Linked DNA regions of Oryctolagus cuniculus: region 2 is linked to region 1. The links are chromatin contacts, called in public Hi-C maps. All regions are on one chromosome and are shown on one strand. The core of a region is the stretch at or near the end of the contact, and the rest is flanking DNA. Distances in the headings are between cores, read along the strand shown. Region 1 overlaps RTN4RL2 (reticulon 4 receptor like 2). Region 2 overlaps P2RX3 (purinergic receptor P2X 3).

Region 1 (6,968 bases), core at 2,033-4,532:
GCCTCTCACTCTCTCTACACTGCCTAGCGCTCTCCACCCTTCCCAGAGAGAAGTCCGCACCGCGCCTCAGGCCTCTCTCTCCTTCTGTTCCCGCCCCACCCAGGATGACCTGTTCGCCGACCTGGCCAACCTGAGCCACCTCTTCCTGCACGGGAACCGCCTGCGTCTGCTCACGGAGCACGTGTTCCGCGGCCTGGGCAGCCTGGACCGGCTGCTGCTGCACGGGAACCGGCTGCAGGGTGTGCACCGCGCGGCCTTCCGCGGCCTCAGCCGCCTCACCATCCTCTACCTGTTCAACAACAGCCTGGCCTCGCTGCCCGGCGAGGCGCTCGCCGACCTGCCGGCGCTGGAGTTCCTGCGGCTCAACGCCAACCCCTGGGCGTGCGACTGCCGCGCGCGGCCGCTCTGGGCCTGGTTCCAGCGCGCGCGCGTGTCCAGCTCCGACGTGACGTGCGCCACGCCCCCGGAGCGCCAGGGCCGAGACCTGCGCGCGCTGCGCGAGGCCGACTTCCAGGCCTGCCCGCCCGCCGCGCCCACGCGGCCCGGCAGCCGCGCGCGGGGCAACAGCTCCTCCAACCACCTGTACGGCGTGGCGGAGGCCGGCGCGCCGCCCGCCGACCCCTCCACCCTCTACCGAGACCTGCCCGCCGAAGACTCGCGGGGCCGCCAGGGCGGGGACGCGCCCACCGAGGACGACTACTGGGGCGGCTACGGGGGCGAGGACCGGCGCGGCGAGCAGACGTGCCCCGGCGCCACGTGCCAGGCGCCTCCGGACTCCCGCGGCCGGGCGCTCTCGGCCGCGCTGCCCGCGCCTCTGCTTGGCCTCGCGCTTCTGGTGCCTCACCTCTGACTGCGGTGGCTGAGACCCTCCGGCCACTGGCCGGGCCCGGCCCCACCGCCTTCCTCTCCACCCCCACCCCAGCTCCTCGGCTCCCCCCGGGACCTGGCCGCCTCTCTCCTTGCCTCCTGGGCTGTTCGGACTCAAGGCTGCTCCCAGAGGACAGGAACGGCGGCTCAGCCGTGCTGAACCCAATTCAAGCCATTAACTCTTCTTCCCCCATCCCCAGGCTGGGTTGGGGGCACCCCGGGCAGCCGCCGTCCCGGGGCCCACAGTGGACTCCGAAGGGGCTTTTTATCTGCAGTGCATCTCCCACCAGCAGAGCCTTCGGGCGCTCCCCCTGGGGGACGAATGCGTCACTTGGCGCCAGGGCGACCCTGGACCCTTGCTCATCCCGGTCCCCTCCACCTCCTGACACTGGAGGAACTCTTTTCTCCTAAGTCTACCCTGGACACTTTTTAGGGCTCCTGGAGAGAACTTTCCTCTCCACCACGGCCCCTGCGTGGTGAAGATTTAGAAAAAAAAAAGTTGTTTGGGAAAAAAAATTTATTAAAAATTCTATTATTTTAACTCCTGTAAGATTTGTTGGCGCAGCACCTCTAGAGTGGGATGAGGGCTTAGAACTGTATATTTCAGGGCCAGGAGGGGACCTGTTTCCTGGCAGCTGGAGCTGGTACATGCTTTCCCCTGCGGGGCGCAAGCTGAAGAGCAAGGGTGGTGTGGCCCTGAGACTACCCCGGGTGACCTCTGACAGGATGGCCAAAGGAAGCAGCAGCCGCCAACCCAGAGCTGCCTGGGGCCTGAGGAACCAAGCCGGGGGAAGGCAGGCAGCCTGGCTCTCAGCTCCACCAGGGCCCTGTTCCTTCAGGAAAGCGGGGTAGCTCCCACCTCCCCCTGCAAGGAGTGGTGACTTAGCATTTGCAGTCCCAGTTAGCCCAGACATAGCCTTGGGCAAATCTGAAAAGGGCACCTCCTCTTCAGGGAGACGCAGCCTGTGCCACAGAAAATACCTTAGTGATGGAGCAGGAGCTACGGCTGGATCTCAGCTCACATTTGCCTGGTTGGCTGAGTGTTCTTGTTCAATGTACTACGTGCACAACTGTACATAGCAGCTCTGTGGACATCCAGTCTCTCTGCCTTGGCTCTTGTGGGGTGTAAGCATCAGGGATGGAGTAGGTCAAGATAGGCAGTTATCCTGTCAAGCTGGAAGAGAGACCCCCCCCAGGGGATCAGAGAGATAGGAATCCTGATTTGGGGTGCATGGTGGTGTAAACAGAGACTTCTTCATTCATTCTGGTGTGTGGAGAGACTGGGGGGACAGGAAAGAACCCAGGCTAGGAAGGGGAGAGTGAGTCTAAGCAGACAGCAGTTGGACAGGGTGGCTTGCATTTAGGGTTAAAACTCTAGCTTGGGAGGGAGGTGGGAACCGGACAGAGGAGACCCAGGTGCTAGGGCTTGAGGAAGAGGGAGGCTGAGTCGGTGACTCTGGCTGGGGAAGTCGGAAGAGTCGACCTCTAAGGCTGGAAGCAGGTAGACTTTGGCTGGGGGTGGGGGTGGTGAGATCAACGGGTCAGGAACCCAGGGAGCTCCGTGTCAGGCCTTCCAGGGGCCTGTGACGTGGGAGGAGGCTAAGGACTAGGACTGGGGGGCCAGCCAGGCAAGAGCTCCGAGGGAGAAGGGCCGGCTGGCCTGCCTGCCACAGCCTGGGCAGGGGGAGGGGGGATGCTGGTAAATGAGAGGCAGGCTGTCCAGGTCACAGAATTATCATTGTGAAATATTCATGGGCCCTCGGTCCAGATGCTATTTCCGAACAGTGAGCGCGGGGAGGAGGGTGTGAGCCTCAGGAAGAAGCCTAAAGCAATACCACGGTCCAGCAGCCCCACCCCCGCCCCCAGCAGCCCAGACAGACCCACAGACGCCCATCTCCTGCACACCCACGCGCTCACACACACAAAGCAGAGAGCTATGCAGCAGCACGTGCAGGCACGCCAACCGCCCACGGTCCCAGATGTATCCCCAAGCACCGGTGTGCAGGCACACCAGCTCCACCAGGACCAGGGCAGAGCCCACCCCTAGGGATTTCATCCTGCCCTGCACCCCCCAGCCTCTGCAGACAACCCAAATTCCCAGCCTTCAGCCACACACCCTGAAAGAGCAGGGACCATCCAAACGCCCCAGTGCTCAGGACAGAGAGGCGGAAGAGACATCTCCCAGATTCCCCCAGCCCCAGGAAGAAGCAAAATTCATTCCCCTCCCTCAAGCTGGGAGTGTACCCCATTCTACCTTCTTTCCCTGGGCCAGATACCCAGCCTAGTTGCAGCTAACGCCTCTCCTTGTCTAAGCTCCCGAATCTGTTCAGTTACCCAGTCGGTCCCCCTCCTGGCCCCTATCCATCCCTCCCTTCCTATCCCCCCACCTCCCTTGCTCTAGCTACTCATTACCTCATGCCTAGAATATAAAAGAAAATAGCAATAACCTCCTCACTGGTTTCCCTACACTCAGTCTCTCCCTCCCTCCCACCCAGCCTGCCCACGGAGATCAGATTCATGAGACCAACTCCTGCATTATGTCATCTTGTCACTCCAGAACCTGCAGTGGCTCCCCACTGCCTGCAGGTTAAAGGGAACACCCTTCAGCAAAGTGTCAGCGATCCTTCAGGGTCCAGTGCTAGGCTTTTCTCCCGTGGCTGGAACGGCCGTGTCATCCTGACCCTCCGTCGTCACACGCCTGACATCCACGCCCTACTTGGAATGTGCCCCGGGCTTCCTCACTAAACCTCTCGGCAGATCACTGAAGCCAGGGCCGTCTGCAAGTCCAGGGCTGCCCCTCTCCCACCAACCGCGGCATCTTTGCCCTTCAAAGCCACAGAGGCTCCAGCTGGGGCTCCCTCCATGCAGACAGCTGCCCTCCACTGGCCACCTTGGGAAGCACAGCCAAGCTTCAGCCTGCGCTGAACTGAGGGCGAGCATCTAAGCCGCGGGGGAGAGGCCCGCGAGAAGGGCGCCAGATGACAGGGTTTATAAGCCCTTAAGCCTCTAAGGTTCTTACACCCAGCGCCGGGGGAGGCAGCACTTCCAGCTGGCTCCCTACTTCAGATCCCTAATCTGTGAGCGAGTGCCTCGCCCGTGAAACACACACAGGGCTCCCAGGACCCCCTGCAAGGGAAACTGGCCCACCAGACTCTTGAGAGGCCAGGAGGCCAGGGACAGGCCAGGTGGCAGGCCCGAGGTCCAGCCGGGTCAGGTTTCTGCATGAATTTTTAATGCTTGCAGCCAGACCTGTCAGATGTTCCGAAACCTGAGTGTCTTCTCTCATTTCCACACAGGATGTCCTTCCCATCCCACTGGGACAGGGAAGGCAGGCCTGGGCCGGCTATCCAATCACCTCTGGAAAAAATATTTGGGGTGTTGTGTGTGTGGAGGGGGAGGTAGAAGGCTGAATGACCCAATTATTCTCTCACCTCCTGGCTGTGTGATCTTGGGTGAGTTGCTTAACCTCTCTGAACACAAGAGGTTTGGGGGTTTATTTGCTTCTTTGTTGGGGCCAGTGCTGCCTGTCTTGACTGAGTCTGCGTGGAAAAGGGCAAGAGCCTACGGGAAGACGACCTACGTGGCTGTCATTGTCATCTTCCCCCAAGTCTTTCCCGCCAAATCCCCCCCCCCACGTTGTCTCTGGCTCCTTCTTTTGCAGATAGGGACTTTGGTTGGCTCTGCCATCCCCACCCCCCCCCCGCCCCCACCCCAGGCCCATCTCAGAGTCCTCTGGCCTTTCCTGGAACTTCAGAGAGAAGCAGGGTTGGTGGAGCACAACAGGGCGGACGGAGGGAGTGAAGTTCGCAGAAGGGACTGAAGAGGGCCGGGGAGGGAAGCCCCTGCTCAGAGACAAGAGGAGGCCAGGTGTGGACCCCCCCCCCCTTTTCATCTTCCTCTCCTCCCTCTTGCAGCTTTCTGGAGACCCGCCTGGCACCCTCCCGCCAGAAGCAGAGGCCCACCCTAGGCAGGTGGGCAGGGGGCGGGGCATTCAGGAAGGTGTGCGGGTGAGGGCTCTGGCAGGAGGCTCCGGCCAGTCTTCCCAGCCCACCAATCCCTGGCACAATCCTTCTGAAAATAAGGACCTTTTGCATCTGATTTAAGCGGGGAGCGGATTCCTGAGCCCCTCCCCCACCTGCCGAATCAGCCCGGGACTCTGCGTTTGTGACAAGTGGAGGTGGGTTATGATCCAGAGCCATCTCCTCCTCGGAGGTGGTGGAGGTGGCGCGGTCCAAGCAGGGCAGATGGGATAATGCTTCCCCTCCACACACAGTGGGGGTTCCCGACAATACTCCTGGGGGTCCGCGTGATGCTGGGGGGTGGGGTGCGGAGGGATAGCAGGTGTTCGAGGGAAAAGAAGGGGTCCTCACGCCAGAGACTGGTGAGCAGCAGGAAAAAGAGACGCCTACAGGGTGTGCCCACCCTCCTCTTCGAGGCCATCCGACATGCAGACATGCAGAATCTCGGGCTGGGACGTGGAGACGCTGAACAGCCCACACCGGGTTCTAGCGGGGAGGGGCGGAAAGGAAACTTTCTATCACCCGGCACCAGTGGCCTTGCCCGCCGTCCAGCCCCGGGCCCTGGCCGCACAGCACCCCCGGCCACCCCAACGCAGCCCCGGCCGGGCGCCGTTTCATCCCACCTCCCACCCCGCCTCAGGTCCCAGCTCATCCGTCAGCAGCGATGACCCCTCCTCTGTCCGTGACCCCTGAACTCGGCCCTTGGCCCATTAACCCTTGCAACCCGGGCCGCTCCCTGCGGGTCTGACCCCGCCAGCCTGCCCCGCCGCGGGGGTGCCAGGGTAAGGGGCCAGGGCTCTCCGGGAAAGAGGCAGGCGCTTGCCACCCTCCCCCCTCGCTCTTTCCGGGAAGACACGGGGAGGGGGGCTTCTCCTGGGAGACTCGGGGCGTCGAGATTCCTCGCTCCCCGTTCTCCGGCCCCCGCACCCCTCCTCCTGCCGCCGCGCACCCTCTCCCCTCCCCGGCCATCTGTTCCGCTCGGCAGCGCCGCGACAAACACGGCTCCAGCTCGCTTCCGCCCCTGCCCAGCCCCCTCCCCAAACTCCCCGAGGAGCCGGGGGTGGGGCCGGGTAGGGGTGAGCAGCCATCCCCTCCTAGGAAGCCGGAAAGTCCTCCTCCACCTCCCACCCGGTCCCGAGCCGGGGGGGGGGGGGGGGGGGGCAGAGCCAACGGCGGGGACCCCTCCTTGCGTCGAGGGGGTCGCGGGGCTGGGAGTAACGATTGTCAGGATGCGGGGCGGGGTTCTGGTCTGTGTGGGGAAGTCTCAAAGGAGGGGGCAGAGCCACCCCAGAAGAAGGGGTCTGGAGTCCGAGCCTGGGGCTGGGTAGGGATAGGGGGCTCCGCGCCTGCCTCGCCGCCCCCTCCCACCCTGTCCCAAACTGCAGCCACGCAGCGCCGCCTGCTGGGCACGCAGAGTACCGGCTCGCACGGCGCTCTCGGTCCGCTCGCCCTCGCCCGAGAATCTGGGGGACCGCGGCGGCTTCCCCCGGGGGGAGGCAGGGTCCCGGACAGAGAGCGCAGTGAGGCCCCGGCAGGCCCTGTGGGAGCCGGCCGAACCCGCTGGTGGATGCTGCCCAATTTTAAGGAATTGGCTCAGAGCAGCCAGAGCTGTGCTGCGACATTGCCAATCCTCCAGTGCCCCCTGGCAAGTGTTTGCTCTTTGGGAAAATGGGTGGACCCGGCTGTTTCTGATAAGCTTCTCCGGAGAACTTACCATGGGCCACGGCTGGGCTGGGACGAATGCCTGTTGGGGCCGCCAGATCCTTAACAAAAGGTAGTTGCTCTTACAGTCCGGATTCACCCTAACCCAGGAGTACAAGCAGGCAGGGGTAGGGCTGGGTCGGTTGTAAGGGACATTGCGAAGGTGGTTTGTTCTCAAAAACGGTGTCTTCCCTTGATGTAGATCATTCTAAAGCCACATTTAAAAAGACAAATATAGGAAAATACGAAGCAAAATTTGCAGGAAGTTTTCAGATAAAATAGAGGACTACAAAAAAGTATTAACTTTCAGCAGGCCCCAGGGGCTTTGGTGGCAAAACTTGAGTCATTCCTTAGTATTCCTTCTAAGGCATCCTGTCGGCC
Region 2 (6,968 bases), core at 1,520-4,019, 110 kb before region 1:
CTTGGCGCCACACACGTTGTGTCCCTACTCTTATTCCCACTTTCTAGCACAGAGTCTGGTTCCTACCCGCAGCACCTCCTTTCCCACCTCACCAGCTGCCAGATCTAAATGTTTTCTGTTTGGGAGAGAAACAGCCTGTTGTTACCACATCATCCTGGCTCCACCTGCCCAAGCAGAATTCAGAAAGGCCCAAGTTAGCAGGAGGAAACCCTAAGGCCAACATTGCAAAACTCAGTCTCTGAGATGTTCAAGCATCTCAGAAATCCATTTGTTCTCCCAGCAAGCATTTATCCAGCCCAGCCCCTGACTTCCGGCTCTAGGCCGCTGGGCAGACGGGCCGTGAGATACGCCCAGCTCGTAGTCTGCAATCCAAATGGTTGTGTCTGAGCCGGTGTGGCAGGTGCTGCGCTAGAGGTCTCGATGCAGTGGGGAATAGGAACGGCAACTCAGGCGGTTCGCAGCCTCGATTTCACACCAGTAAACCCACCCGGGAGAGGAAAAGAAAGCAAAGCCCAGATGTGGGGTGCTTGCTGACCTCCACGGTGTGAATTCACCACTGCGGCCAATCTCAAGCGAGAAGTGGCTAAAGGAGGACTTGGGAAAGCCCACACCCAGCTGGCCAGGGCAAGGTGGACACGGCCGCAGGGGCTTCCATCCATGTCCAGCGTGCAGCCTACTCGGGACTCATTTCCCACAAGAGGGCTTGCAGGTCCCTCGGCCAAGAAAGCTGCCCCTTCCCCTGGCCTGCCTCCCTCTCCACTGCCCACTCGTCAGGTCTCAAATTCTGTGTCTTTTTCCCATGAAGCCTTGCCAGAGCCCCAGCTAAGTCAAATGTCTCTGGCATCTGGGCTCCTAGAGTAGAGCCCCTCTGCCTCCCAGCCCTTCCCTTCTGTCTCATGTTAGCTGCTTATGGGGTGATGTGATTGATCGCTGTCTTCTGCCTCTAGTGCGAGCAGAGCTTGCTGCCTTATCAGCGGTGCCTAGCACAGGGTCTGGCACACAGCAGGTGCAACATCTGTTGGTTGCTGACTGAGAGGCTCTCTGAGCTGGGCCCTAAAGGATGAACAGGAGTTTGCAAGGTGGAAAGGGCAGAAGAGCGGAGACATGCAGGCAGGAGCATGGACATCTGTCTGTGTCCATGGGGTGAGTTGGGGGAAACACAGGGAGGCAGGGGGTGTGGTGCAGCTGGAACTGAGGAGCGCGATGAGAGTGGAACCTACAGAGGAGGCCAGAAAGGCAACTGAGCCAGGCTGGGGGACTTGCATCCCAGGCCAAGGTGTTCTAAGGTAGGGTTGTCCCCACCAACCCCATTTCCCAGAGAAGACCACTAAAGGCAGAGAGGTGAGAATGGGAGAATTTGGAAGAGACCAAGGCCCAGGCATGGTGTAGCTCAGCCAAGGGGGTCCTTCTTCCAACACTCTGTGCTTCCTGTGCTTCCTGCTCTGCCCTCAGCCAAGCGACAGCAAGCACATTTGAAAGAGCCCCTACTGGAGATCTGAAAGAAATGAGTCAGGACCTAACAGAAATCAGGCAACACAAAGAATGAGATTGCTAGTTAGGAATATGGCCTCAGCCGCTGAGCTGCCTGGTTCTGAATCCCAGCGGTGCTTAGCACCCTTAGGCAAGTGGCCTAACCTCTCTGAATCCGATTCTGCACTGTGAAATAGGAAGAACAACCATACCTAATTTCATGGAGGTGGTTATGCCCAATGAGTTAAGTGTAGAGCACTTGGTGCAATGCCAGGGCCCATAGCAAGCACTCAACTAAATGTTGGCTGTTAATATTGCAACCAACTTCACGTCCCAGCCATGTCCCTTGCAGAACCTGATTGTCTCCCAGAGTCGGCAGGGTGTGATGGTGAAGGAAAATGCAGGAATTACGTTTTCCTTTTATCCTGATCCTAGGATAAGAAAGGAAGGTGCTCGCCATGGCTGGGCACGCTCTGGATGAACTGAGAGGCCCTCTCTGGATTCAGCCTCCTCATAGCCCTGTCTCCTTCCTCTTTTCTTGGAGATAAAAGCCCTGGAGAGGTCAGCAGTTTGGCCTGGTGGGGAAGCCACAGCACCACACCCAGGTCTGCTAGGGCCCTCAGAGGGCTTGTTCCTGGGGATGGAGCTGTGTAGTGATTTGCTCTCTCTCTCTCTTTCTGGAATCACTATCCAACTCTAACTTTTGGTTTCTGGCAAATGACTTCCCCTCCCTGAGGCTCAATTTTCTCGATCATAAAACGAGGGGCATTTGTAGCAGCGTGGGTTAAGTACGCTCCCGGCTGTGACAAGCAGCCCCTCACCTCAGTGGCTTGGCACACTGTTTCCTTGCTCACAGCACGGTGCATTGTGGGCTGGTGGGGTGGGGAGCTCCACACAGTCATTCAAGGAGTGACTTGTCTCTGCTCAGGGTCCTCCCCGTGTGGCACCTGAGCAGCTGGCCAGCTGGTGAGGAAAAAGTCACAAGCCTTGCTTGCATTCACATTCCATGGCAAGAGCTAGTCACAGGGCCCCACCTCGGTGCCAGGGACATGGAAACCGTGGCCCAGCCAGGTGCCAGAGAGAAGCTACCCCAGTCCCTGGTGACCACCGAGCCATGTCTTCCATAGGGGATGGGCTGGGTCCCTGCCAGCAGTAGTCAGGGCTCCTGGGCCCCTCCCCTGTCTGCAGCCTGGCCCTCCCTCCCTGAGTTCTGCTCCTCCTCCCTCCCACCCAGGCAGGGAACAGGTCCCTGCCAAGCCTCCTCTGAGGGCGGGTGGTGGTGAGATAATGATCTTCCCATGCTTGTTGCCTCTTGGAAGGCAGGTGCTGGAGGGAAACCAAGTCCGCTTGCATTTTTCTCCCTGTTCCCTTCACATTCCTTCCCAGGATAAATTTAGCCAGCCCTCGCTTTGAACAGCAGTGCCCAGGATGCCGGCTTCTCGTTCTCCAAGTTGATGTCAGAGCATCTTTCATGGTTGAAGTCTTAGGCCGGGAATGAAGACTGCAGGACCCATAGTCCCCACCTCTGCCCTGGCCCGAGCCTCTGCCTCAGGCCAACCCTGGCTCAGTCCCCACCAGGCATCAGCTGCCGCAGCTCAGAGGCGGGGCCTGGGCTTCTCCCCGCCTGGGAAACAGACCCAGAGTTTGGGAGGGCTTTGAGAGCTTCACAAGGGCTGCTTCTCCTTAGCAGCCCCGGTGGGCAAGGTGGCTCAGCGGGGGCAACAGGGACTGTGGCGTCTCCGGTGTGGGTGCGAATCCTGCCTAGTTACCTTCTCATCTGCCTGCTTGTCTGTATAATGGGTCCACAGCAGTGCATCCTTCATGAGATTCACTGGGGTGCTTATAGTATGAGGTTTGCATGTTTCTGGGGCTTTACAAATGGTGAGTGACAAGCTATCCTTAGCCTCAGATCTGTCTGAAAGCCTCAGGGAGGACTTTCTGGAAGCTTCTAGCCATTCCAGGTACTTCTGTTTCCAATCTCCTGGACGCCTACTTGGAGGTGAGGTTCTTGCGCAGCATCATCTTTCTGGAAACACCCCTGTTGGTGTCCGTCCTCTTATCCTCAGGCAGCTGTAACTTGAATTCGCTCTCATTGTCTTTTCTTTTTTTTTTAAGATTTATTTTATTTATTTGAAAGACAGAGTTACAGAGAGAGGTAGAGACAGAGAGAGGTCTTCCATCCACTGATTCACTCCCCAGATGGCTGTAACAACTGGAGCTGCGCCGATCCGAAGCCAGGAGCCAGGAGCTTCTTCTGGGTCTCCCACGTGGGTGCAGGGGCCTAAGAACTTGGGCCCTAGCAAAGTCGCTCTCATTGTCTTGATCCGTGAAACTCTCTCTGGCCACCTCCCACACCATAGCTGGTTTTTCCCACTTTCCCTGACCTCCAAGCCTTTCTTCTCCAGCTAAGGGGCTGTACTTCCTCCCACCTCCTTGCTGTGGCCCTACTGATGGTTACGGCAGGTCTTATTCTCTGGAGAAGATCCTCTCGCCTAAGCCTGCTTTTCCCTTCCACTGCAGAGCCTACGTGAAACACCTTATGGGGTCAAGCTGCCCCCGACACACTTTTCTGGCACAGTTTTCAGCCTCACAAGGGCAACAGGTGCCTCACCAAGGCCTCATGTCTCTGGCCATGCTCAGGCACAGCAGAGACAGAAAATATGGCCCCAGTTCTCCTGCACTCATTCCTCCATGGCCCAGACGCAGCTCTCCAAGCCTGAGCTACCTCCTCTGCAGAATGGGGGTGATGGGGTGCGGTGGGAGCAAGAGGTGTCCTGGGAGGAAAGAGTGGACAGGCTCAAGAGGAGCGATTGCATGGAGGGACTGTTCGAAAAGGCCAGTGAAGGAGCCTAGCACTGGAGACACTGGAATCGGCTCCCACTGAGGCTGGCGCGGCACGCAGAGGGAGCAGGTCCCGGAACCTGGAGGGAGCCGAGGCTCAGGACAGGGGCTGCCCCACAGGTTCTTGGCCTTAGTGGTGATGGAGGTGGGATCAAGCCCCTGTCAGAGGCCTGGGAGACTAAGCACCTTGCCCTTTCCTGCCTCCCACCCTCTGATGCCCTGTTGCCCTTGCCACTGGCTAAACCTAGGAGCTGCTGGAAGCAGTGCCCAGGGCCCAGAGCTGGGCAGAGTATGGACAGCACATGCATGCTTAGGAGCGGACAGAGTCTAACACAGGGACCCCACAATGGTGCCTGCATGGAAGGCTTGGTCTCTGTCTACCCACATTCCCAGCAAACCTGCCAGGTGTCCCTAGCATACCCATTGGTATAAATAAGGACACTGACACCCCAAGGGCTAAGCAACATAAAAGACCCCTGGAAAGTGGTGGAGACAGGATTTAGACTGGTTTCTTTCTGGCTGCAAAGATTTCTGCATGGCAGCCAGAGCAGACGGCGGCCTGTGTTTCCTGGTATAAGGTGACGCTTCCCCATCACAGGTTCACGCCTCCCACATCTGTAGCCCCTACGTTATTGATTTGCTTGGGCTGTGAGTTCCTTCTCACTGCTGTGCAGTGCGCAAAGCAAGTGCCCTGGGGAGGGACGTCACAGCCCTCCACAGAGGGGAGGAGTATCTGCAGCCCCTTTTCCTGCTGGGAGAGGCTTGGGAATCTGCAGGGATCGGGAGCCCGCAAGGGGAGCAGCCAGGACCCCATCAGTGTCAACCCCACACACTCACAGGAAAAGTCAGGGTGTTCAGTCTGCTGGGCCTCTGACTCGGCTCACGTACTCCTCACCACATTCCAAAGACAATGGCATGAGGAACCCATCCTCCAGCTGTGGAGCAGTGGCCCAGAGGGGTGACTCTGCTAGTGTAGGGGTCTTGCCTACACTGGGCAAAACCAGGGGGGAAATGGCCTGGCTCAGGGAGCCAAGGACCCATGCAACTCGAATCCCAAGCCCGGCACTGAGTAAAGTCCTTCCCCAACGCAGCCATCAGCACCGTGGGGACAGGACGCCCACGGCTGTTGGTGGTGAGGATGAGCCCCTCCTGAGAAGTCCCCAGCACCATTCCCAGACCCCAGCAGCCAACGCAGAGAGAAGGCGTAGCAGACAAGGTGCCCCACTGGGGCAAATCCAGTGCTGAGTCCCACCAGTGGGGGAACTCTGGGTGCTTTGAGGCCCCCAGAGGCTCATTTGCAAAACAGAACCCCATAGGTGTGTGGCCAGGGTGAGATGAGATGAGGTGTCACCCCGCAAGCACAACCTGTTTCCTCAGCACTGACAACAGCCAACAATCAGCGAGCATTTTCCAGGTGCTGAACCACCTTCCGAGCGTAAAAGCCCAAGACATGCGGTTTCACTCAGTTCTCACTGCAGCCCCCTGAAGCTGGGCGTTTGTATTGTTTCCACTCAGAAGCAAGGACAGTCTCAGAGAGGTTAAGTAACTGGCTCAAGGGTGCACAGCCAGCAAGTGGCAGAGCCAGGCTTTGAGCCCAGGTAAGCTGAGAAGCCCCTGGGGCGGGAGGAGCCATCTGTAATGAGCTGGGTCCTGGAAACCCCACCATGTAGCACTGGAGAAGCCTTATACATCGGAATCATTTAGACAAAGTGTTTAGAAGGCAGGGTCTCGGGCCCCACCTACAGGAATGCTGCCGAGTTCCTGGGTCTCTAACAACTCCCCAGGATGATGCCTGCACAGATGGCCCCCCGGGAGGACCGCGGCAGGTGTCTTGCCAAGGTCGGTGAGGGCCATGGGGCTCTAGGGGACCACTGGCATTCAGGCAGAAGAGAAAGGAGCCCGTGGTGGGACCCACCTTCACCTCTCGCCTCCAGGTTTGCCAAGTATTACAAGATGGAGAACGGCAGTGAGTACCGCACCCTGCTCAAGGCGTTCGGCATCCGCTTCGACGTGCTGGTGTACGGGAATGTGAGTCCCCAGGCCGGGCAGCTGGGTGGACCGGGGAGGTGGCCCAGACCGGTTCCTGGGCCCTGAAAAGGCTCCCCTGGGGGAGGGGCAGGGTTCTGCCACTGACCAGCTTTGAAACCCTGGGTTGATCCCATCTCCCGCCTCCACCTGTACTATGATGGGGTGGAATCTGCTCATCAACCAAGGACCCTTGTGGCTCCACAGTCCCTCTGGCTTAGCCTAGGCCTTACCCTTACCCCGCTGAGCCCTCCGCCCACTCGCTTCGGTCTTTGTGCATCCAGGCAGGCAAGTTCAACATCATCCCCACCATCATCAGCTCCGTGGCAGCCTTTACATCCGTGGGAGTGGTGAGTTCAGCCCCTACAGGGAGCCCAGGGTGGCATGGTTGGGTGGGCAGGCGTAAGGCCTGCTTCTGCCTGAACATAAAGTCCCCCTCCCCACCACCTAAGCTGAGCCCACCCAGGGCTTGAGTCTCAAGAGCTCATTTCCTCCTGAAGTTACCTGCCTATAGTCTCACCGTGAAGGTGAGAAAAGAAACTCAGGGGTTTCCACAAACCCGAGACTCCTTAACGAGGAATGCAACCCACCTGGGCAAGGTGGGGACTCCTCCCCCTCTGCCCCTCCACATC

Evidence for each region. A called contact is a pair of places that touch in the nucleus more often than the background predicts.
Region 2: a contact with region 1 is called in a Hi-C map of embryonic fibroblasts, with 2.5 times the contacts expected there. The contact joins two enhancer-like sites. A contact is called at or near these places in 4 of 6 Hi-C or Micro-C datasets (ear pinna, embryonic fibroblasts, skin fibroblasts and 1 more).

The regions. Positions count from the first base shown.
Region 1 is chr1:14,648,530-14,655,497 of mOryCun1.1, reverse strand. RTN4RL2 (reticulon 4 receptor like 2) reads left to right here. Exons shown (of 3, transcript XM_008271357.4): 3 at 104-1,408. The coding sequence ends at 850. Among named protein-coding and RNA genes, the nearest start is that of RTN4RL2, 16 kb to the left of the region's middle. Within about 2 kb of position 3,282, at least 1 of the 8 cell types and tissues checked has an H3K27ac peak or open chromatin away from gene starts, as enhancers often do.
Region 2 is chr1:14,754,277-14,761,244 of mOryCun1.1, reverse strand. P2RX3 (purinergic receptor P2X 3) reads left to right here. Exons shown (of 12, transcript XM_051854032.2): 9 at 6,246-6,339; 10 at 6,621-6,686. Among named protein-coding and RNA genes, the nearest start is that of PRG3, 14 kb to the right of the region's middle. Within about 2 kb of position 2,769, at least 3 of the 8 cell types and tissues checked have an H3K27ac peak or open chromatin away from gene starts, as enhancers often do.